Linked DNA regions of Sus scrofa: region 1 is linked to region 2. The links are chromatin contacts, called in public Hi-C maps. All regions are on one chromosome and are shown on one strand. Each heading gives the region's core, a stretch centred on a gene start, on an enhancer-like site or on the middle of the called end of the contact. The rest is flanking DNA. Distances are from core to core; before and after follow the strand shown.

Evidence for each region. Hi-C and Micro-C count contacts between places; a contact is called where the count stands out from the background.
Region 1: a contact with region 2 is called in a Hi-C map of retroperitoneal adipose tissue, with 1.9 times the contacts expected there. The contact joins two enhancer-like sites. A contact is called at or near these places in 1 of 5 promoter capture datasets (liver), 7 of 47 Hi-C or Micro-C datasets (embryonic fibroblasts, heart right ventricle, retroperitoneal adipose tissue and 2 more) and 1 of 2 datasets of contacts at active chromatin or transcription factors (skeletal muscle).

The regions. Positions count from the first base shown.
Region 1 is chr10:57,655,538-57,661,654 of Sscrofa11.1, reverse strand. It overlaps LOC106505191 (a long non-coding RNA gene), which reads right to left. Exons shown (of 4, transcript XR_001299355.2): 3 at 3,780-4,155. Among named protein-coding and RNA genes, the nearest start is that of PARD3, 58 kb to the right of the region's middle. Within about 2 kb of position 1,759, at least 11 of the 83 cell types and tissues checked have an H3K27ac peak or open chromatin away from gene starts, as enhancers often do. A contact at or near this core is called in retroperitoneal adipose tissue, where this site is marked.
Region 2 is chr10:57,492,792-57,499,177 of Sscrofa11.1, reverse strand. The region is part of intron 1 of PARD3 (partitioning defective 3 homolog); the gene reads left to right. Among named protein-coding and RNA genes, the nearest start is that of PARD3, 100 kb to the left of the region's middle. Within about 2 kb of position 4,092, at least 30 of the 83 cell types and tissues checked have an H3K27ac peak or open chromatin away from gene starts, as enhancers often do. A contact at or near this core is called in retroperitoneal adipose tissue, where this site is marked.

The sequences.
Region 1 (6,117 bases), core at 510-3,009, 160 kb before region 2:
TCTCACATGGGGTCCCACAGGCTGCGTCCTTCTCTTGCATGAAGCCTTCCCTGGCCACCCTGTTGGGATGGCGGCCCCACCTGCTCCCCTGCTTCCCCTCCCTTTGCAGACTCGTCTTCTCTGTCACCATCTAACGCTGTAGGCGATTGCATCTTTGCTTCTTCATTGCCAGTCTTCGGCCACTAGACTATGTTCCCGAGAGTAGGAATTGTTCTCTGTGTGGCCCATCACTGTGCCCCCAGAATTCCAGAGAGCAGCACCCACTCTATTCATTGAATAAATGGATGGATGAATGAATGTCTGTTTCTTTACATTTTTTTTCCAGAAAACACTCAACCTTTTGAAATAAAGCGGCCTTTAACGTTGGTTCCTGAAACTGTCTCTAAATAACGAGTTTTATTCTTTAAAGAGTCATTAATTCCACTGCTAATGAGCCTCACAACTGGGTGAATCTAGGCAGCTGGAGCCAGAGGATCACCTCATGTCAGCTTGCTCGTCATGGCAAGCAAAGTCTTATAAGGAAAAGAAACAACTTGAAGCCCATGATTATAAACCTTAAGGAAAAATAACATTCTAGTAGTATTTTTTTGAAAGTAACAGTTGAGGAAGTTCCCGTTGTGGCACAGTGGAAATGAATCCAACTAGTATCCAAGAGGATGCGGGTTCAATCCCTGGCCTCGCTCAGTGGGTCAGGGATCCAGCTTGGGTGTGAGCTGGGGTGTAGGTCACAGATTTGGCTCAGATCCCCCATTGCTATGGCTGTGGTGTAGGTCGGCGGCTGTAGCTCTGATTCAACCCCTAGCCTGGGAACTTCCATATGATGTGGGTGCACCCTAAATAGACAAAAAAGAAAAAAAAAGTAAAGGTTGGGAGTTTTCAAGGATGCTCCTAAAGACAAACTGCTTGAGGCACTTAGTTCATTTGGAAGAGACTCGGTTTTTCTACCATTCGCCTGGTACTTTAAAAGCCTTACTTTAGGGAGTTCCTGTTGTGGCTCAGCAGGTTAAGAACCCAGCGTAGTCTCTGTAGTCTCTGTAAGGGTTGAATCTCTGGCCTTGCTCAGTGGGCTAAGGGTCCAGTGTTGCCACAAGCTGCAGCAAAGGTCATAGATGGGGTTCAGATCAGCTTGCTGTGCCTGTGGTGTAGGCCAGCAGCTGCAGCTCCAATTCAACCCCTAGCCTGAGAACTTCTATCTGCTGTGGATGCAGCCTTAAAAAAAAAAGAAGAAGAAAGGAGTTCCCATTGTGGCACAGTGGAAACAAATCCGACTGGGATCCCTGAGGATTTGGGTTCAATCCTGGCCTCATTCAGTGGGTTGGGAATCTGGCTTGCCGTGAGCTGTGGTGTAGGTCACAGACGTGTCTCCGGTCTGGCATTGCTTCGGCTGTGGTATAGGCCGGTAGCTGCAGCTCAGTTTCCACCCTGAGCCTGGGAACTTCCATATACTGAGGGTGGGGCCCTAAAAAAACAAAACAAAAAAAAGAAAAGAAAAGAAAAGAAAAAAGCCTTCTTTAGGAACATGGGGAGGGTCCATCCTTCTGGGGTTGGAAGAACCCTTGGAGAAACAACATGTGGATTTCAAACAGTCCCAGTGGTCTCCTTGGGACCTATTTGTAGGAGAAAGGGAAATCGCCCAGCACCAGCAGTGGTTCTGATGTCCCACCAAGGTCCAAGCGTGCTGCTGAGAGCACTTGCCCGGGATGTGGGTCACAGGCAGCCTGGCCTCAGGCCCCTTCATCTCCCGCCAAGCCAGCTCCAACCCCAGGAGGGAGCTCCAAGCTCTGCCAAGAACTGTTATTGGAACACCACGTTCTGACAGCTCCTGCCGAGACTGCTGACAATCTTTGCCTCAGAATCTCCTCTTCCAGGAAAAGCCTTCTACAGAACAGATTTAAAATAAAGTCATAAAAAGTCTTCTTTCTGACAGAGAGGCAGGAAGAGCCAGGGGCTGCCTGACCTTTGGCGAAGGGTCAGCCTGGGCCTCCTGCACCATCTTGCTTTAGTGCTGGAATTGACCCTGGTGGCTTCTTCCTCGAAGGCCAGAGAGTGTAGAGTGTGATAAGCATACCCGTTGCCTCTGTTCCTGGCGGAGGTGGGGGACGTGGTTACGGAGATGCAGGTGGTCGCTGAGCTTGGCTCCTGCCAGGCTGGACTCTGAGGGCTGCTTGCCTCCAGCTCACCGCTTCAGAATGCTTCTCCTGTTGAGTGTCTTTCCACAGCAGGCTGCTCATAGTTGGTGACTTCAATGTGACATGGAAACAGGGTAAGAGATAAGCCAAATGGGTGTTTATCTAGCATCCGTCTTCAAGAAACACGAGGCACTTCACGCAGGGGACGCCCTGAAGTCCGATCCCCAGGTTGCCTTCTGTTCCCCAGGTAGAAACGACTTATTTTTTGGCATTAATAATATTACTTAAAATAGTCACAATGGGTGTTCCCATGGTGGCTCAGTGGGCTAAGAACCTGACATAGTGTCTGTGAAGATGCAGGTTTGGTCTCTGGCCTTGCTCAGTGGTGTAAGGTCCAGTGCTGCTGCAGGTTGCAGCACAGGTCACAGATGGGGCTCAGATCTGGTGTGGCTGTGGTGTAGGCCTCAGCTTCAGGTCTAGTTCCACCACTAGCCTGGGAACTTCCATCAGCCGCAGTCACGGCCATTAAAAGAAAAAAAAGTCACAAGGGTGTGTGCCTCAGGTTTAAAAATTCCAGCAGTGCCAAGGCTTTGTAAAGCACCACAGACATGGCGCCAGCAGTGCCTCCCCCGCCCTGCCCTCCTTCCCTTTGTCAGGGACTTTTAGTTGTACCCAGTCATGGTTCACGTCCACATTCTTCTCTAGAAACCCAGTGACATCTGGCACCCTCTCTGTAGACGGATTCTAAACATTTCAAACATAGCCAAGTCATGGAAACAACCTAAATGTCCGTTAACAGAGGAGTGGATCAAGAAGATGTGGTACATATACACAATGGAATATTACTCAACCATTAAAAGGAAAGAAATAACGGCATTTTTAGCACATAGATGGACCTAGAAATTATCATGCTAAGTGAAGTCAGTCAGACAATGAGACACCAACATCAAATGCTGTCACTTACATGTGGAATCTAAAAAAAGGACACTGAACTTCTTTGCAGAACAGATACTGACTCACAGACTTTGAAAAACTTATGGTTCCCGAAGGAGACAGGTTGGGGTGTGGGGGCATGTACTGAGGGTTTGGAATGGACATGCTGTAACGTTTGATTGTGATGATTGTTGGACACCTACAAATGTAATAAAATTCATTAACTAGGAGTTCCCGTCGCGGCGCAGTGGTTAACGAATCCGACTAGGAACCATGAGGTTTCGGGTTCGGTCCCTGCCCTCTTGCTCAGTGGGTTAATGATCCGGTGTTGCCGTGAGCTGTGGTGTAGGTTGCAGACGCGGCTCGGATCCCGCGTTGCTGTGGCTCTGGCGTAGGCCAGTGGCTACAGCTCTGATTTGACCCCTAGCCTGGGAACCTCCATATGCCACGGGAGCGGCCCAAAGAAATAGCAAAAAAAAAAGAAAAAAAAAAGAAAAAAAAATTCATTAACTAATAAAAAAGATAATGTACTTAGGAACATATAATCCTATCCAGATAAAAAATTCTGCATTGGATATGTAACATATAGACAGATGCATAATTAAATTTCAAGTCATATTTTGTAATTTGAAATAAATAAACAAATAAACATTTCAAACAAACAGTGTTTGACACACACATGTCAAGGTCTTTTAAGATCATGAGGCTCTAACTCACCCAGAGCTGTGTCCCTGTGTGATCACCAAACGAAACTCTGGCGCGGCCCCTCCAGTTATCTTCCCATCATCCCCTTGGGGGGAGCCGTGCAGGCAGTGGCAGATCCCGTCGTGTAAAGACTTCTCATTCTGCACGTACCGTGTGGCTCCAGACCAGGTTTGCAAGACGCATGCAGACGTTGTGCAATTACTTGGAAGGTAATTACTGGCTAGTCTTGCTGATGCCTTGCAATAAGAATCAAGGAGAAAGGCTGCACAGCTCAACCACGTCAGGTCACCGGGAGGCCCAGAATCTTCTCTCGAGCATGAGTTTGGAGCAGATGGAAATGCAGGCTTCTGGGTAGCTGTCAGGACCTGTTGATAGCACCTTGCAGAAGCTGCAAAAATAAAAGTGGAACAATTTTCCAAAGCCTTGGACAGAAAAGGGACTTTTTGATCTGATGCAGAAATCCTTCTGCAAAAACAGTGGCACTGAAGCAGCCACACTGAGGCCAATGAAGCAGGACCTGCTTTCAGCGTCAGAGGCTGTGGCCCCAGGTGGACCCGGGTTTGGTCGTTGGCTTTGTTCCTTATGAGTTGTTGGGTCCTGTTATCTTTCTGCCTCTCTGTAAGCCTCTTTCTTAAGGTACAGGGGTACCTACCCTACCTTTCTTGTGAGGAGCTGAACCTATGTGCCCAGCAGGCGGTGCACTCAGAGGGGTTAAACAGCTGGCCCCCTCCTCTCTCCTCCTCCACTGAGTGAGGCCAAGGATTGAACCCTTGTCCTCATGGATACTAGTCGGATTTGTTTCTGCTGTGCCACGATGGGCACTCCCCCTCCAGTTTCTACTGAGTGTGGAGAAGCAGGAGCGATGCCAGAGAAAATACAGCTCTCTCAAATGCTAAAACCTCTGTGTGTGTGTGTGTGTGTGTGTACGTATACATTTCCATTTAAAGTCAAGTGACAATAATTGAAGTAAAGGAACATTTTTGATAGGTATTAATGTAGACAAAAAATACCCTGAAATGCACCATCATCGTTAGGTTAATGTTGCGGTTCAGAATTAATGAGTGATAAAATTACTCTTTTGCTTTTCAATTCACTTGATGCTTTCAAGTCTGTTTCTATTTTTACAAACTCACTGAAATACTCAGAGGAAACTCTCAAGGCGCCTCCGAGCTTACTTTTGTTATAATAATTAAATGAAAAATAACAGCCAGTTGCTCAGAGTTTGGACATCCAGGCGCGGATTTCTTCTGGCCTTTTAATAAATTTCCATTTATGACAATGGCCGAAATTCTCTCTTTTTTTTTTTTTCCCTCAATAAACTTTGTATCTAGAAATGTTTAGATTTATAGAATTATTCCAAGGATAGCACATGGAGTTCCACGTTCTCTGTGCCTAGTTTCCTCTTTTCTGAATGTCTTATTTAGTGTGATATATTTTTCACAAATGGTGAACCAATATTGATCCATTATTATGAAAGTTCATACTTCATTCAGATTCTCTTATTTTTTTTTTAATTTTTATTATTTTTTAGGGCCACACCTGCGGCATATGGAAGTTCCCAGGCTAGGGGTCAAATCGGAGCTGCAGCTACTGGCCTGCACCACAGCCACAGCAATGCCAGGATCCAAGCCGCATCTGTGACCTACACCAAAGCTCATGGCAATGCCAGATCCTTAACCCACTGAGTGAGGCCAGGGATCAAACCTGCATCTTCATGGATACTAGTTGGGTTCTTAACCAGCTGAGCCACAAAGGAGCTCCAATATTATCTATCTCCAACCACGGTTATTTTCCCTGCAAGTGGTCAGAGCCCTGGGCTCTGACCTAAGCTAGGTCCCAGTGGCGGGTGACTGAAGTGTCAGGGACTGAAGAACAAATGACACTGTCCAGAGACAGGAAGACTCAGATCCCCGGCACATCCTCCAAGATGGATAAATAAATAAGGGCTGAGGGCGCAGAGGCTGGAGAAGACCCGAGGAGCTGGAGCAGAAGTGGCGCCCGTCGGCCTCGGGTGCCGGCTGGCAGTCACCTCTCCGGGAGCCCGTTTCCCTGTCAGTCCTCATCACCATCACTGCCTTCTTCCTCTGCCTGGCTGTTTCCTCCCTTGGGAAGGAGGGTAGGAGATCGCTTGGTCCTTCGGGGGGTGTTCCCATGATGGACGCATCACTGTGCCATTGCCGCGCCTGTTGGAAGGTGTGTGAAAGTTCTGGTCTGTGTCCCTGTGCTAGGGGACCCCAGGAGGGGCCAGAGGAAGGACGAGTCCAGGCACAGGGTTGGCTGTGAACATCCCTGGACCTCGGCCTGCTCAGAACTCAGATGGCTATCTCATGGGCAGTGTCTGGGCTAGTTG
Region 2 (6,386 bases), core at 2,843-5,342:
AAGTTCTCAGGCTAGGGATTGAATCTGAGCTGGAACTGCAGTCACAGCCACAGCCACGCCAGATCCAAGCCGCATCTGCCACCTACACCAGAGCTCATGAGACATCGCCAGATCCTTAACCCACTAAGCAGAATCGAACCTGCCTCCTCATGGATCCTAGTCCTATTCATTTCTGCCGAGCCACAAGGGAACTCCCGCTGTTTGGTAGTTTTAATTTTGTATTACAAGTTGCTTTGGAGATTGATTTGAGATCAGATTGTGGTGCTTGTGGAAATGCTTAATTATCTCCTTTCCACTTTGAAAAGGAGAGCTGCCTGGAGTGTGTTGAATTTTCGTGACTGGTTGAACAACACGTGAACCTCAGAGATAACCACCCCCATCACTGCTGCAGATGAGGCCTCGGGGATCTGCAGAGAGGGAAGGATTTGTGCTGTGGCAGGCTGCTCGGCTAGTGGGGCCTTCCGTTGCCCACTGGGTGCCTCTGTCATGAAGCCCTGGTTCTTGTCCCGTCCGCCCTGTATCGGTGCATCTTCAGAGCTTCACAAACCAGCTTTGCTTCTGTCTTGTCCCCCCCGTCCCCCCCCCCCCCCGTCTGATAAGTGTAGAGCTACATGTTTTATTATTGTTTGAGGTCGTTCATTTCACACTTTAATTACTAGTTGTGTAATTAGGTTTTGCCTGGGTTCCTGTACAGCTAATTTGCTTCTTTGCTTCCATGTAGGATTTTTATCGGAAACCTGGCTTTGAAGTATGCTGCAGAATAGGCTGGTCGGGTTTATGCTTGCTGTGTTTTCTGTTTTAGTGCTTTGATCGTGCTGCTTCGTGTTTGGTTTGTTTTTTTTTCCTCACTGAGATGCTGTGTATTACGGTTTCTTAGAAGCAATAAATTGAAGCCACAGTTACCTATATTTCAAACACCTTATAAGGGAAAACTTCGCAAGAGCTCTGAACTAACCATGTATTTAAGAGATTATATGACATTAGCCTATATAAGCTCCTTTACATATTTCATAAGGTATTTTGGTGCCTTTCCTTTAAATTTCCCCCACTTCAAATTTGAAATTGACCAGATGTCCCCAGGTAGGCTTATGAATCACGTAAGGGATATTCAGGAAACATCTAAGTGCCAACACATGTGGAAACAAATAGGAGCTGGTAACGGAATACAAATTGATCTTTGGTTGGAGATAACCAGTTATATGTGTTGATGACTTCGGGGGTGTGAGGCTGTGTCTAAGAGAGAGACTCTGGGGCCCCAGGCCCGTTTACTGCTGTGACCTGTATCTGTTCCGGACCTGCCATAGGGGAGATGCCCAAAAACTGTGTGAATGCATGAATCAGGTCCACAGGCTCATCTGGGGATGCTTGTAAAACACACACATCTTCAAGCCACTGTCGTGGGTGCTGTGGAGAGAGAGGGCACAGGATAAGTGGGACTGAAGACTGACGTGAAGAGGCCGCTGTTAGAATGTGGGCCTCTGGCATGTGGGCACGCTTGCCACAGGCGAAGAGGTGGGGGTGGCTGTCCAGGCAGGTGCGAATGAGCCATCGCAAGTGTGAGCGGTGAGGAGATCCCGTGGACCGACTGGCCGGATCTTGGGATACGTGATGCCCGCGTGCCCTCTGTCGCTCCCTTCCCTCCGGAAAATCTTCCTAAAAGCTGACCCGGGTTCCCCGCCTGCAGCGCTGTCCACGGTCATCAGCCTCCGGAGGATGCTCGTGTCCCGCACATCTTTTGAAGATACCATCATATCTGGGAGGAGGCAGGAGCCCCACCTCTGGCATCAGCAGTCCCGAGAGTCCCTGGGACCGGCCCTCCGCCCTCCCGCGTGCCCATGGTCTGAGCCGCCTTCCGAGCACTGCTGTGCGGTGTCCGTGCCGTGGGCCAGCCCTGCGATGTGGCGGTGCTGTGGAGCTCCCAGCTGGACCCCGCGCAGCTTGGGCTGTGCTGGGTTTCGGTGCAGAGTCCGCAGGATGCGGCTGGACGGCCGTTTGCCCAGGTTTCACAAGAGGAGACCCAAGGTGGGTGCGGGTTCTCTGTCCAAAGTCGCCCTTTCCTCGTGGCGCCCTCTTTCTTCCCTCTTAGTTCAGGAGTATTTCTTCTCACCTGGGGACTGTTGGCTATGGCCCGGTGTAAGCAATTAAGGGTGGATTTTTAAGTCATTTGCGATAATTTCTTTAAGAGAAACTGGGAGGTGGTTTGTGGATGAAGAAATAGGAGGGGGCGTGGAGAGCGGCTCTGGGGTCACATTTTGTTGGTTTGCTTTAGGATTCTGAGCTGTTCAGAGTTTATCATGTTTCAGGGAGGCTTTCCTTCCAGGTCAGAGAAATTCCTTTTGGTCTGAGTCAGCCTCTCTCACCCGCTCGCTGTGGAGGGTAAGTGGGAGAGGGAGGTTTTCCTTTTGTGTGGCTGGGTGACAGCCTTCAGGATCTCTTAGGTTGGGTCTTTCTTTATCAAGCCTAGAAAGACGTTCAGCGTTTTAGTTCACTTTGAAAGATCTCCGTTTTTGTCTGAGCTGCGCACACGCTGAGCGCAGAGGAGGCCACAGGGTGGGTCTCTGCCCTGAGGGGAACGAGGCTGGATTTTTAAGGGTTGTGGGTGGTTTTCTCAGCAGCTTTGAACCCAGCGCGGCTGGGAGCCTGACTGGAATGCCTCTTCCGCCGTCTGTGCATCTGTACAGGGGGCCTGGTGTGCCGTCCTCATGCTGACGTTTGTCCAGTTTATTGACTGGTGGGTGATATATTTTTCATTATCCTTTTCTTCCATCCTAAGCCGGAAGGAAGGAAGGACAAAAAGAAGGGAAAACAGCAGTGACTCTCTCTTGATGAATTTTTCCTTCCACATTTGTTCCCCTGACAAATCTGCTTGATCCTCGTGCGAGAGGCGGTGTGCCAGAGAGCGCATGCCTTGAGTTTAGACATTGGAGTGACATCTGAGCTGGAGCGCCCTTCCTCTTCAGCTGACACTGCACGTGTGATCTTCTCAGACAAGTTAGGATTCCTGCCACCTGGGCTTCCCATCTGCACGTGGAGCTGAAAGCAGTTACTTGAACCAGGAGAGCTGGGGGAGGGAAGGGCAGGCCCCAGCCAGGCTCCTCCTTCCCAATCCGGTACCGTGAGGAGAGAGGCTCCCGCAGGTCCCTATTGCTCGTAGGGACCCGGGTTCATGCCTCACGTTTCCTGCTCCAGTGTCTCCGCGCCCCCCCACCCCACCCTTTGGTCCTGCCCTCACCAGCGCTGCGGAGAAGAGAATGTGGTTGGCCAAGGTGAGCCATAGGCTGACCCACCTTTTTTTGGGTCGTAGGCAGTTTATCCAGGCGTAAACTCACATCGCCCGGTGTTGCAGGCCTGGGGGGCGGGGGACTCAGCTCTGTGGGTGAGAAGGAAGGTGTTTCTACTGGAAACTGGGTTCTCTGACCCGGGAAGGGAAGAGTAGCTGATGCCTGTCTGCGGGCATCAGTGGGTATAGTCACGCGGTGTTTGTTGCGCCAGCTCTGGGAGTCAGGGGACAAAGGGGGAAGCGGGCATTGATCCTGACAAGACACCCAGTCCCCTGTGTTCCTTTTGGCTGTTAGGACAGCACAAGCCTGTGTTTGTTGATTATAGTTTCTGAGAAAGTCTTAAGTTTTTTTTTTCCTTTTCCCAATAGGGTTATTACTATATTTATTTATGCGCATTTTAAGCCTTATTTATATGACATCATGGTGCTCTGTTCATTGTTCGATGCTAAAAAAAGTAGAAGGTCCCTGCCTTTGGGAAATGGATCTAGAGGTCGGTGAAACGCCACACGTGTACAGGGAAGTAGGCCCTTTGGTGACAAACATGTGGCCTAGGTGAACGCCCAGGGCTTAGAGTCCATTTCACGGGACGGCTGTGATCGCGGGTGGGAAAGGAGTTGGCGGCTTGGGTGTTGGAGCTGTGGGGGTTCCGGCGTGTGGAGCGGACTGAACCAGTGTTTCCCGGGCACCTGCTCTGGCCCAGGCCCGGCTCTGGTGCTGCGGTTTCAAAGCGAGCGGACAAGCGAGACCTGGGTGTGGCGAGGCCACGGCAGGCCTTCTGCGGAGAACTGAGGGCCGGTGATGGGGTCTGTGCGGAGCCTGGAAAAACAGGCGTGGAGAGAGTGTTGAGTCCTTGGCCAAGGATGTTGGGTTTTAACCTTCAGAATGTAGTGAGTCATTGGAAATGACTCATCACAGGACGAGGACTCCGTCAAGCAGGCATTTGGTGAAGATGGATGTGGCTGCAGGATGTGGACAGGATTGAGGCACGATAAATGGCAAGTCCATTACTGAGAACACGAGAAGAGGGAAGGCACGGGCTGTGCTCACTGGTTGTTTAAGGTGAATGCACTCTACGTATGTGTTTATTAGGGAGAATCCGAAGGTATAGACAAGCACTGCCTCTTGTGAGCACCAGTGCTGGACTTGTGCCTGTGCCTACAGGGTCCACTGTCGTCAGGGTCAAGGTGAGATAACATACCTTCCATGGTATTCTATGCAGAGGCTTTTTTTTTTTTTTTTCCCTCTTTAGGGCCTCACCTGTGGCCTGTGGATGTTCCCAGGCTAGGGGTCGAATCAGAGCTATCGCTGCGGGCCTACACCACAGCCACAGCAACACCTGATCCGAGCCGCGTCTGCAACCTGCTCCACAGCTCATGGCAATGCCGGATCCTTAACCTGCTGAGTGAGGCCAGGATCCAAGCCCTATCTTCCTTGGTACTAGTCAGGTTCATAACCCACTGAGCCACAACAGGAGCTCCCTCTGCTGTATTATTGTTTATTAAAGCCTCTGATTTAATGTGTACGCGCTGACCACGTAGACAAACACTCTAAGTTCCTGGGTTAATGGGTATGTTCCGTTTTAAGCATTTTGATGCGTGGTACACAGGGTACTCACCCCACCAACCCCTCCCCCCAATCAAAACATGTGGGACAATTTAGAACTCAGGAGCAGCATGTGAAAATGCTGGCTTCCTTCCTCTCATGAACCCTGGGTCGTTAAGGTTGTTTACAGCCAATCTTTCCCCCAATTTGTTATGAACAACTCCAAGGACAGCTGTGTCAGCTGACCTCTGGTTGGATTTGGCCAGTGGGACTTAGTGGGAGATGGGAGGCCCATGGCAGAATAGCCCTGCAGTGGCTGTCTCCTCCTGTCTGCTGTGAGCTGTGTCTCTGCCATGTCAACGTCTCTTTCCAGATTCCAGCTCCTGCCCTGAAGGCCTCCAGGGACCAGCTGCTGCCACAGCCTCCACCCTGGGCTCTGTGCCTCCTCCTGCCTTAGGGGGTGTTATCATCCTGCTACTGCCGATCTGGGGGTTTGGCCCAGGCCACTGCCATCTTGGTTTTGGGTCCCACCTCTTGTGGCTTCGGAACCATTTCTCTGTGTTTATCTCCCTCTGCTTAAAAAAAGTATACGTATATATAATATAATACTTAATATAGTGTAATATACTATAAATATACAGTATTTTATTTTATTGTTATTTTCTTTTTATGGCCACACCTGTGGCATATGGAAGTTCCCAGACTACGAGTCGAATTGGAGCTGCAGCTGCCGGCCTTACACCACAGCCATGGCAACACCAGATCCAAGCCACATGACTTATGCTGCAGCTTGTGGCAACACTGGATCCTTAACCCACTGAGTCAGGCCAGGGATCAAACCCACATCTTCACAGATGCTATGTTGTGTTCTTAACCCATTGAGCCACAGTGGAAATGCCAATATATAGTATTTTAAAGTAAACAGCAGACATCATGAGACGAAATACTTTAACACACATCACCTGAGAATAAGGATATTCTCTTACAAAACTAATAGCATGACTAGGAAAATTAAGAGTGGTTTTTCAGTATCATCTAACATTGAGTCCGTATTAAACTTTCCCCAACTGTCTCCAAGATTTTTATTTTTAAAAATATTTTATTTTTTGTCTTTTCCAAGATTTTTAAAATGGGGAATTTTTTTTTTTTTTTTTAACCTCAATGAGGATGCAGTCAAAGCTTATACCTTGAATTGGGTTATGCCTTTTTAGTTTCTTAGAACAGTTCCCAATTTTTTATTTTTTAAACTGACAGACCTTTAACATCTTCTCTTGAAAAATTTCTAAACTACAGGGTAGTAAGTTGAACCCTTAGAGTCACCAGTTTTTAGCTTTTTGCTACATCTGCTTTCTTCTTGTCTGTATGCACATAGATATGCATTAGCCATAGCACTGATTTCTCTTGTGTACAGAACCATTTGAGACTAAACTGCAGATACTAGGGCACTGCTTCACACATCCTCTAAAAACAAGAACGTTCTTGTATATGATAACTATATACCAATCATATCCAGGAAAATTTCCAGTTTTCAATTCCATCTCGTGATGTGGCAGATTCTCCAAT